Linked DNA regions of Sus scrofa: region 1 is linked to region 2. Evidence: chromatin contacts called from public HiChIP or PLAC-seq data. All regions are on one chromosome and are shown on one strand. Each heading gives the region's core, a stretch centred on a gene start, on an enhancer-like site or on the middle of the called end of the contact. The rest is flanking DNA. Distances are from core to core; before and after follow the strand shown. Region 1 overlaps BORCS5 (a long non-coding RNA gene). Region 2 overlaps DUSP16 (dual specificity protein phosphatase 16).

The links. HiChIP or PLAC-seq counts read pairs in DNA pulled down with a chosen protein or histone mark.
Region 1: an H3K27ac HiChIP or PLAC-seq map of alveolar macrophages shows a contact between it and region 2. The contact joins two enhancer-like sites. A contact is called at or near these places in 2 of 47 Hi-C or Micro-C datasets (embryonic fibroblasts and omental adipose tissue) and 1 of 2 datasets of contacts at active chromatin or transcription factors (alveolar macrophages).

The regions. Positions count from the first base shown.
Region 1 is chr5:60,020,555-60,024,341 of Sscrofa11.1, forward strand. The region is part of intron 2 of BORCS5 (a long non-coding RNA gene); the gene reads right to left. Among named protein-coding and RNA genes, the nearest start is that of BORCS5, 51 kb to the right of the region's middle. Within about 2 kb of position 2,282, at least 13 of the 83 cell types and tissues checked have an H3K27ac peak or open chromatin away from gene starts, as enhancers often do. A contact at or near this core is called in alveolar macrophages, where this site is marked.
Region 2 is chr5:59,879,854-59,883,674 of Sscrofa11.1, forward strand. All of the region lies in intron 1 of DUSP16 (dual specificity protein phosphatase 16), which reads left to right. Among named protein-coding and RNA genes, the nearest start is that of DUSP16, 12 kb to the left of the region's middle. Within about 2 kb of position 2,363, at least 6 of the 83 cell types and tissues checked have an H3K27ac peak or open chromatin away from gene starts, as enhancers often do. A contact at or near this core is called in alveolar macrophages, where this site is marked.

The DNA.
Region 1 (3,787 bases), core at 1,032-3,531, 140 kb after region 2:
AATAGCTAACAGTAATGATCACACTCTTTTGCCAAGCACTGTGCTAAACTCTAGTATGTGTTTTATTTATATATATATATATATATATATATATATATATATAGTCAGGATCACCTTAGGAGGCAGATTTTAGTATCCTTTGTATTGAGTAAATTAATAGTAATAATAATCATGACAACAAAACACAGTGATGAAATTAACAAAAAAGAAATAGTGTAAATTAGAGTTCCTGCTGTGGCTCGGTGGTTAACGAATCCGACTAGGAATCATGAGGTTGCGGGTTCAATCCCTGGCCTTGCTCAGTGGGTTAAGGATCTGGCGTTGCCATGAGCTGTGGTGTTAGGTTGCAGACGAGGCTTGGATCCAAGTTGCTGTGTCTCTGGAGTAGGCTGGCAGCTACAGCTCCGATTAGACCCCTAGCCTAGGAACCTCCATATGCCGCGGGAGCGGCCCAAAAATTGACAAAAAGACAAAAAAAGAAATACTGTAAATTAACGATTGGGATGACAGAAATATTACTGTAATTTATGAGAGAGAATACAGTAGCCAAACCATGAGAGCTACGGAGTTGCCAATTCTTACAATTCTAGTGTGCATAATTTGACAATTTACTTGAGAAATTAATTTTTTTCTTTTTTTTTTTTTTTTTTGTCTTTTTGCTTTTTCTTGAGCCGCTCCTGTGGCATATGAAGGTTCCCAGACCACGGGTCTAGTCCAAGCTTGTAGCCACTGGCCTACGCTACAGCCACAGCAACTCAGGATCCGAGCTGCGTCTGCGACCCACACCACAGCTCACAGCAATGCAGGATCCTTAATCCACTGAGCAAGGGCAGGGATCAAACCCGCAACCTCATGGTTCTTAGTCAGATTGGTTAACCACCGCACCATGATGGGAACTCCAATTTTTTTTTTCTTTTTAGGCTGCACCCATGGCATATGTACGTTCTCAGGCTAGGGGTTGAATGGGAGCTACAGCTGCGGCCTACACCACAGCCATACCAATGCAGGCTCCAAGTCTCGTCTGCAACCTACACCATGGCTCATGGCAATACTGGATCCTTAACCCACTGAGCAAGGCCAGGGATCGAACCTGTGTCCTCATGGTTACTAGTCGGGTTCATAACCACCGACGGGAACTCCAGGGAAATTAATTTAAAATAACATTTTCCTCTTAATTTATGCTTAAGACTGTGTTGCTTGAGAGTTGGTTATACTTTGGAATCAAAATGTTTTCAGCTGCTATATAGCTCATTTATAACGAAATTCTACTTTTCAGAGGGTGGATCTGGGGAATACACTTGGTTGAAGGTTCATTTAAGGAATTTAACATAGCATCCTTTTAGTGTATTATTACTGACATTCTTGCTTTCTTCCCTGTTATCTGTTAAGGTTCTTGAGGAAGGAATCATGTATTTTTATCTCTGAAATTCAGTCCCGAGGCACATGAGTGCCTTATAGACATATACAAAGTCACTTCCATAGATGTTTGCTGTTTCACAGACTGAGGAATGCTCACATGCGGACGAGTTCTGCGAACACACAATTGGTGCCCCCCACCCCACCCCCAGGCCTTGGCTAAGGCTCCCTAACTTCTGAAGGCTCACTTACTCCCATTCCATTTCCTCCAAGCAAAGTTCTGATTTAAATTTATTTCTTAGCAGAGCAAGGGACACACCTTCTGTTCATATCTCTCCAAAGAAATGAACTCATTTCTGTCTGTAAAGTAAACTTACGTCACCCAATTGAAAGCGATAGGCTCTTCTTGTGCAAGAAGTGAATGAGGCCTTAATCTATAAATCACTTGACTGCAGCCTTTTGAAAATTTGGCAAAGGCGGTTATATGGAACTAGTGATAAAAGTGATACCAAAGGTCAACAAAATGAGGATTGAACTTTGTGCTTTCCCCCAGCAACTACCCACATACACACACACTACACCCCGTCATCACTAGGTCAAAGCTTGATTGGTCCCGTGTAATTAAATCATATATTCAACAAGTCCCTCCCTGGTCCTCTTACCCTTGGTCTCAATTTCACTGAGATAACATATCTGGATCCCAAAGTGACCACAAAAGCAAAGATTCCTATCACGGGGCTGGGAGAACGGGTTTCCACATGCCCAGCCCATCAAGCATGTGCGTCACTGCCTTTGTTGTAGAAGACACCCAAGTTATAAAAATTCAAACTTGTCCCACTATCCCTAAAGCACACAGCTGTGAAAACATCCTTCCTAATGGAACATATCAGCTGATAATATTCAGAAAAGAATTATGTAATCATTTGCTGTTACTCTTTTCTCATTCTGTGCTTCAGTTTCCCTAGAGACAGGAAGGAGCCCCATAGGGTGCTAGGGAGAGAGTGGAAATCATAGGAAGGAAATCCTTGATGCGTCTAAACCAAGGAGAGAGCAGCGGGGATTATCAAAGACAAGCAAGTAGAAGCAATATATCTCCAAGAGTCATACCACACCACCAATAAGGTGTACTGACTGAGGAAGCCAAAGACATCAATGTCTTTGAACAGAAATACATCTGACTTTTTGACGAAATTCATAGAAATAAGTGAGGGAGACACACTTGGCAAACTGGTTAAAGGTATAGGTTTTAGAACTAGATCTGGGTTTAAACCTGGCTCTGCCTTTAATAGCGGTGTGACAGGAAAGGTCTTTAAACCTCTCTGAGCCTCTGCATCCTCGTCTGCCAAATGAGGAAAATGCCTATCCCAAGAGGTTGTACAGAGTTTAAAGGAGGTAATATACATACCAGCTCTGTGCAGAAAAGAAGAAAAGAGAGCGACAGAGACAGAACGATAAAAGTTCTTAGTATTACTAGTGGAACAGTGAGACAAAACCTCTGCTTATATGCATGCAACTTCTAAGAAATAATAATAAAACAAGAAGTATCTATAGACACTTGGAACTTTTATACTTTTCCACCAAGTATAAAAATATGTGGAAGGATTTCCGAGCCTACCTATGTCCACATACATAATTTTCACTATAGATGCAAGATTAAATTATATCTTAGAAGGAAACAAAGATTAAAAGTAGGTCAAACACATGTTTGTTTTCATGTCAATTACAGTAGAAGCTAACAGATAAATGCACAAAGGTGAAATATTTCCAGCATTACTTTTAGGGAGCCTTTCATTAAAAAACAAATGAAATAGGAAGTGAAAATCAGATCTGGGCTTAAAGTGACAGAACCACACTCAACTAACTAATCAAAGCTGTCCAATAAAGGAGCAAACTGCCTTGTATGGCAACAACCAGCTTGGGACTAGATACTTAGCAAGTCAAGCCTATAAGTCTACTTCTCTGAGATAGTCTACAAAATACACTCAATTAGGGGAACTCTGTAGGAAGAAGACGGTTGGAGGATAAAATTTTTAAGTCTTTTCCAATTCTAAAATTCTATCAACCTTGAACACTACAATACACAAGCAATTCCACCCTTCTAACATCATCCCATCATACCTAAAAAAAGAAGGGTGTCCAAATTCAATTTGAAAGACAAATTTGCCACTCATTTCAAATATAAGAGAAGCTAAATTAATGGAGCTCAGGATCCCCCAAACCACGTTTCGTTTTCCTCTCTCTACTGCTTTTTTCTTTTCCCTGGATGCCTTGCTTATAATCTCTTCGATCTAATTCCACAAATATTTACTGACCTCTTCTAGAAAGCTATCACAAAGAAACAAACTGTAACTCATAAGAAGGAATATATATATATGTATATATACATACACACACACACACACACACACACCAAGATTGCTTATTTCAGTAT
Region 2 (3,821 bases), core at 1,113-3,612:
CAATGAATTCATTGGATGATAACAAGGTGGAAATTATAGCAGATACAACCAAAGATTACTACTGCTAGGAACGTACGTACGGGTGCTGAAAACACACGGAGTTAATTTCTGAAAACATGCACATTTATACCTTAAACTTGCTTCCTAGAACATTTTAAATACAAGACTGTACAAGCATGTGTTTCATTAGCTGTCAGAATGATACATTATCGTCACATAGCGTGGATTCACCATTGTGAAGAAGGCAGATAACATCTTTGTATTACTAAAAATTGTTTTGACATTGTAGATTCCCTGAAAAGCTCTCAGATTCCCCCAGGGTCTCTGGATTACACTTTGAAAATGCTGATATAAGAGTTCCTGTTGTGGCTTAACGGAAACGAACCCAACTAGTATCCATGAGGATGCGGGTTCAATCCCTGTACCCACTCAGTGGATTAAGGATCTGGCGTTGCCTTAACTGCAGTGTAGGTTACAGATGCTACTCCAATCTGGTGTGGCTGTGGCATAAGCTGGCAGCTGCAGCTGTGATTTGACCTCTAGTCCAGGAACTGCCATGTGCCACACCTGCAGCCCTTAAAAAAAAAAAAAAAAAGGGAAAATGCTGATCTAAGTTGGTGCTGTGTCCTAACATATTTTTAGAGCAGGCTCCCATAGACATCTATATCAATAAAGTAATGTTTCCATCTTAGCTCATTGATTCGTCAGGTAGAAGGAAATATCCTAGTGTATGAGATGAGCCGTGTGACCCGGAGACGGTAATGGTGGAAGGTCCCTTAACCTCAGAGATGCTGTGTACAGGTAGACAGAAGGGAGGAGTCTGTAGAAGTGCTTTGCAGCTTAACAAAAAACGAGCATGTGTTTTTTTTTTTTTTTTTAAGCTAAAAAGCTGCTGGGCTCACTTGTATCATTTGTGTGTGTGTATATTCATTCATAACCATTTGTGTCTGTGCTCAGAACCAGGGTACTCAGTCTTTTTTCCTTGATTGGCAGCAGGGGAGGGATGGTTACACACTCCAGAGAACAGGTGTTCATAGCTGTTGTTCTTTTCTCCCAACCAGGGAGGCTGGGAGTGGAGTAGACCTTTGTGATCATGGGACCCACTATAGGCAGAAATGGGCTGTGACCAGAGAGTGGAGATGAGCATTGAGGGGCAGAGGAAGAGTATGGGGTGCACTGAGTTCTCCCATATGCTGGACACAGGACAGATGGGGCCCAGGGGTGTCCAGAGATGGATGCAACTAGAGTCATGAAGGTGAACATATATTTGAAAGATGTCCATTCAAACACAGTTGAAATAACTAGTGAAATAACTGTACTGGGTACTCTGACTTTTAATGTAATACCAGTATTCAAATTCTATTATTATAACCTGTACAGAAGAATTTGCTGTAGTGCTGGTAAGTCTCTAAGCTTTGGTTACCAAGCATCAGTAAGTGAAAATATTGCCTGGGCCAGGTTTGGGGCTGCAAATTCAAGAATGAAATTTTAATATTTGTTTTTTTTCTAACAGGCAGTTATGATTAAAGGAGATAGAAGAGTTTAGTCCAGAGAGAGATCATTTTATCAGTGTGTTATTTATGTGGTACTCACTTCCAAAAAGGATTTGAGATGGGAGAAGGAAGGATCAAAAGTCAATAATCAAGAACAGACATGATTCTAAGTCATGTATTTTTCCCTTTTGTTTTGTGTATTGATGACATTTATTTTAATAGGGTCATATAGTTGAGGTACTGTAACTATAAAGTAATTAAATTGGTCTCTATTACCTGTGCAGGAGAAATATAATATTGTCACTTTTTAGTTGCATGAGTAAGAGCAGAATAAAATGTTTGTAATGGGAAGGATCGGGCAGAAAAATCGTGGCAGGACACAGAAATTAAAAAAAATTTAGTACTGCTTTCAGCTGTAGTTAACAGAAAGCTATAAGCAGAGGCTTAAACATAAGCTATTCACTATTAATGCGGGTCAGAGGTCTCAAATGGTTCAGCTGCTCAGTGGTGTTCTCAGGGCCCCAGGTTCTCTGCCATCTCTTGTATGGTCACTTATTGCCACCAGGTCACAAAACGGTTGCCTCAGCTCTAGGTATCACATTCCTTTTCAAGGCAAGGAGGAAGAAGTAGGCAGAACAAGTAAGCCCTACTCCTTGGTTTGCCCAACAGAGAACAAAATCTCCCCCGAAGCTTCCATCCAGTTTTCTCTGAAGTTCTGTTTGCTTGAATGGGTTCTCAACCTGCCCCTGCTTCACAGGAGATTCTGGGCAAATGAGCATCTGGCCCAGGAAAAGGGGCCCGAGGGTTGGTGTAGCGCCTGTCATGTAGCATTTCCTAGGCTTAAGCACGTTTCTGGCTGCCCAGGACCAGCTGGGCCTCAGTTAGCAAAAGGGGAAGAAATATCTCTTGGGTGGCTGGCTGGGTGTGTCTCTCACAAATAGGAAAGAGAGGAAAGTATAGAGTATTAAGCAGCTTGCTACAACTCTCCTCTCATCTGGAGACTATTTTATGTGTTTCCTTCTTATGTGTTCCCTTTTCTTTCTAATTTTAGTGGAAAATTACAGAGACCTATATCCCAATTAGTTGTAGAGCTAATTAGAGACAGGTCTCAACTTCCTCAATTGTGAAATAAGAATGTTGTATTAGATAACCTCTGAAGAACCTTCTGGTTCAAAAACTTGTCTCTTCTTTTTTTTCCTTTTTTGACCATTTCACGTTTTTTTTTTTTTAATTTTACGACCACACTTGCAGCACATGGACGTTCTTAGGCCAGGGACTGACTCCAGGCTGCAGCTGCAACCTGTGCTCAGCTGAGGCAGTGCCAGATCCTTAACCTGCTGCACTAGCGGGAATTGAATCTGCACCTCCGCAGTGACCCAAGCTTCTGTAGTCAGATTCTTAACTCTTTATTCCACAGTGAGAACTCTAACATCCTTTTTTTTTTTTTAATCAAAAAAGTGGACAGAACTAAAGATAGGTGGTATTATATAGTCATCTTGATAGCTGGGCAATATTGCTAATAAAGATCTTGATGATTTAGAAGATTAAAGCTGAAGTTAATTGGGTTTTGGCTTTTTGGAAGTTGAATAATACTTACGCCCCATTTTTCCATTAAAAGTGGAAAACTGGGAGTTCTTGTCTTGGCGCAGTGGAAATGAATCCAACTAGGAACCATGAGGTTTCGGGTTCAATCCCTGGCCTCACTCAGTGGATTTAAGGATCCGGTGTGGCCGTGAGCTGTGGTGTAGGTTGCAGATGTGGCTGGGATCTGGCATTGCTGCGGCTCTGGCCGGCAGCAACAGCTCCGATTAGACCCTTAACCTGGGAACCTCTATGTGCCACAGATGTGGCCCTGAAAAGACAAAAAAGACCCCCCCCCAAAAAAAAGAAAAGAAAACTAATGGCACTTTTATTTTAATAGGGGAACATATACATATGTGTATAATCTATAATCAAAACAGCCTCAGCATGATGTTATAAGAAAATGCTACCTGTCCCAGCAGAGGAAGCATTTTAAGTGCTTTAGTTAAAATCTGGTGGAACACCCCCTTTTGCTGATTGCATGTTTGTTCTTATTTGTAATAGTGTTTGCACTGCTTATTTGCCTTAGATAAAATTAAAGGACAGCTAAAGGAAGGTGATTCCCTGCATGCATTGTAGCAACTAGACTTGAATGAGGCAGAACCTCTGATGTTTCAAATGTCTTGAAATGGGATTGTGCTTGTGTTTCAGAGAGGGTTCTGATCTCACTCCTCATATAGAATTCCATCAAGATATATGACCTTGAATATACGGTGAATAGGAAGCCATATTCCCGACTCTAACAAA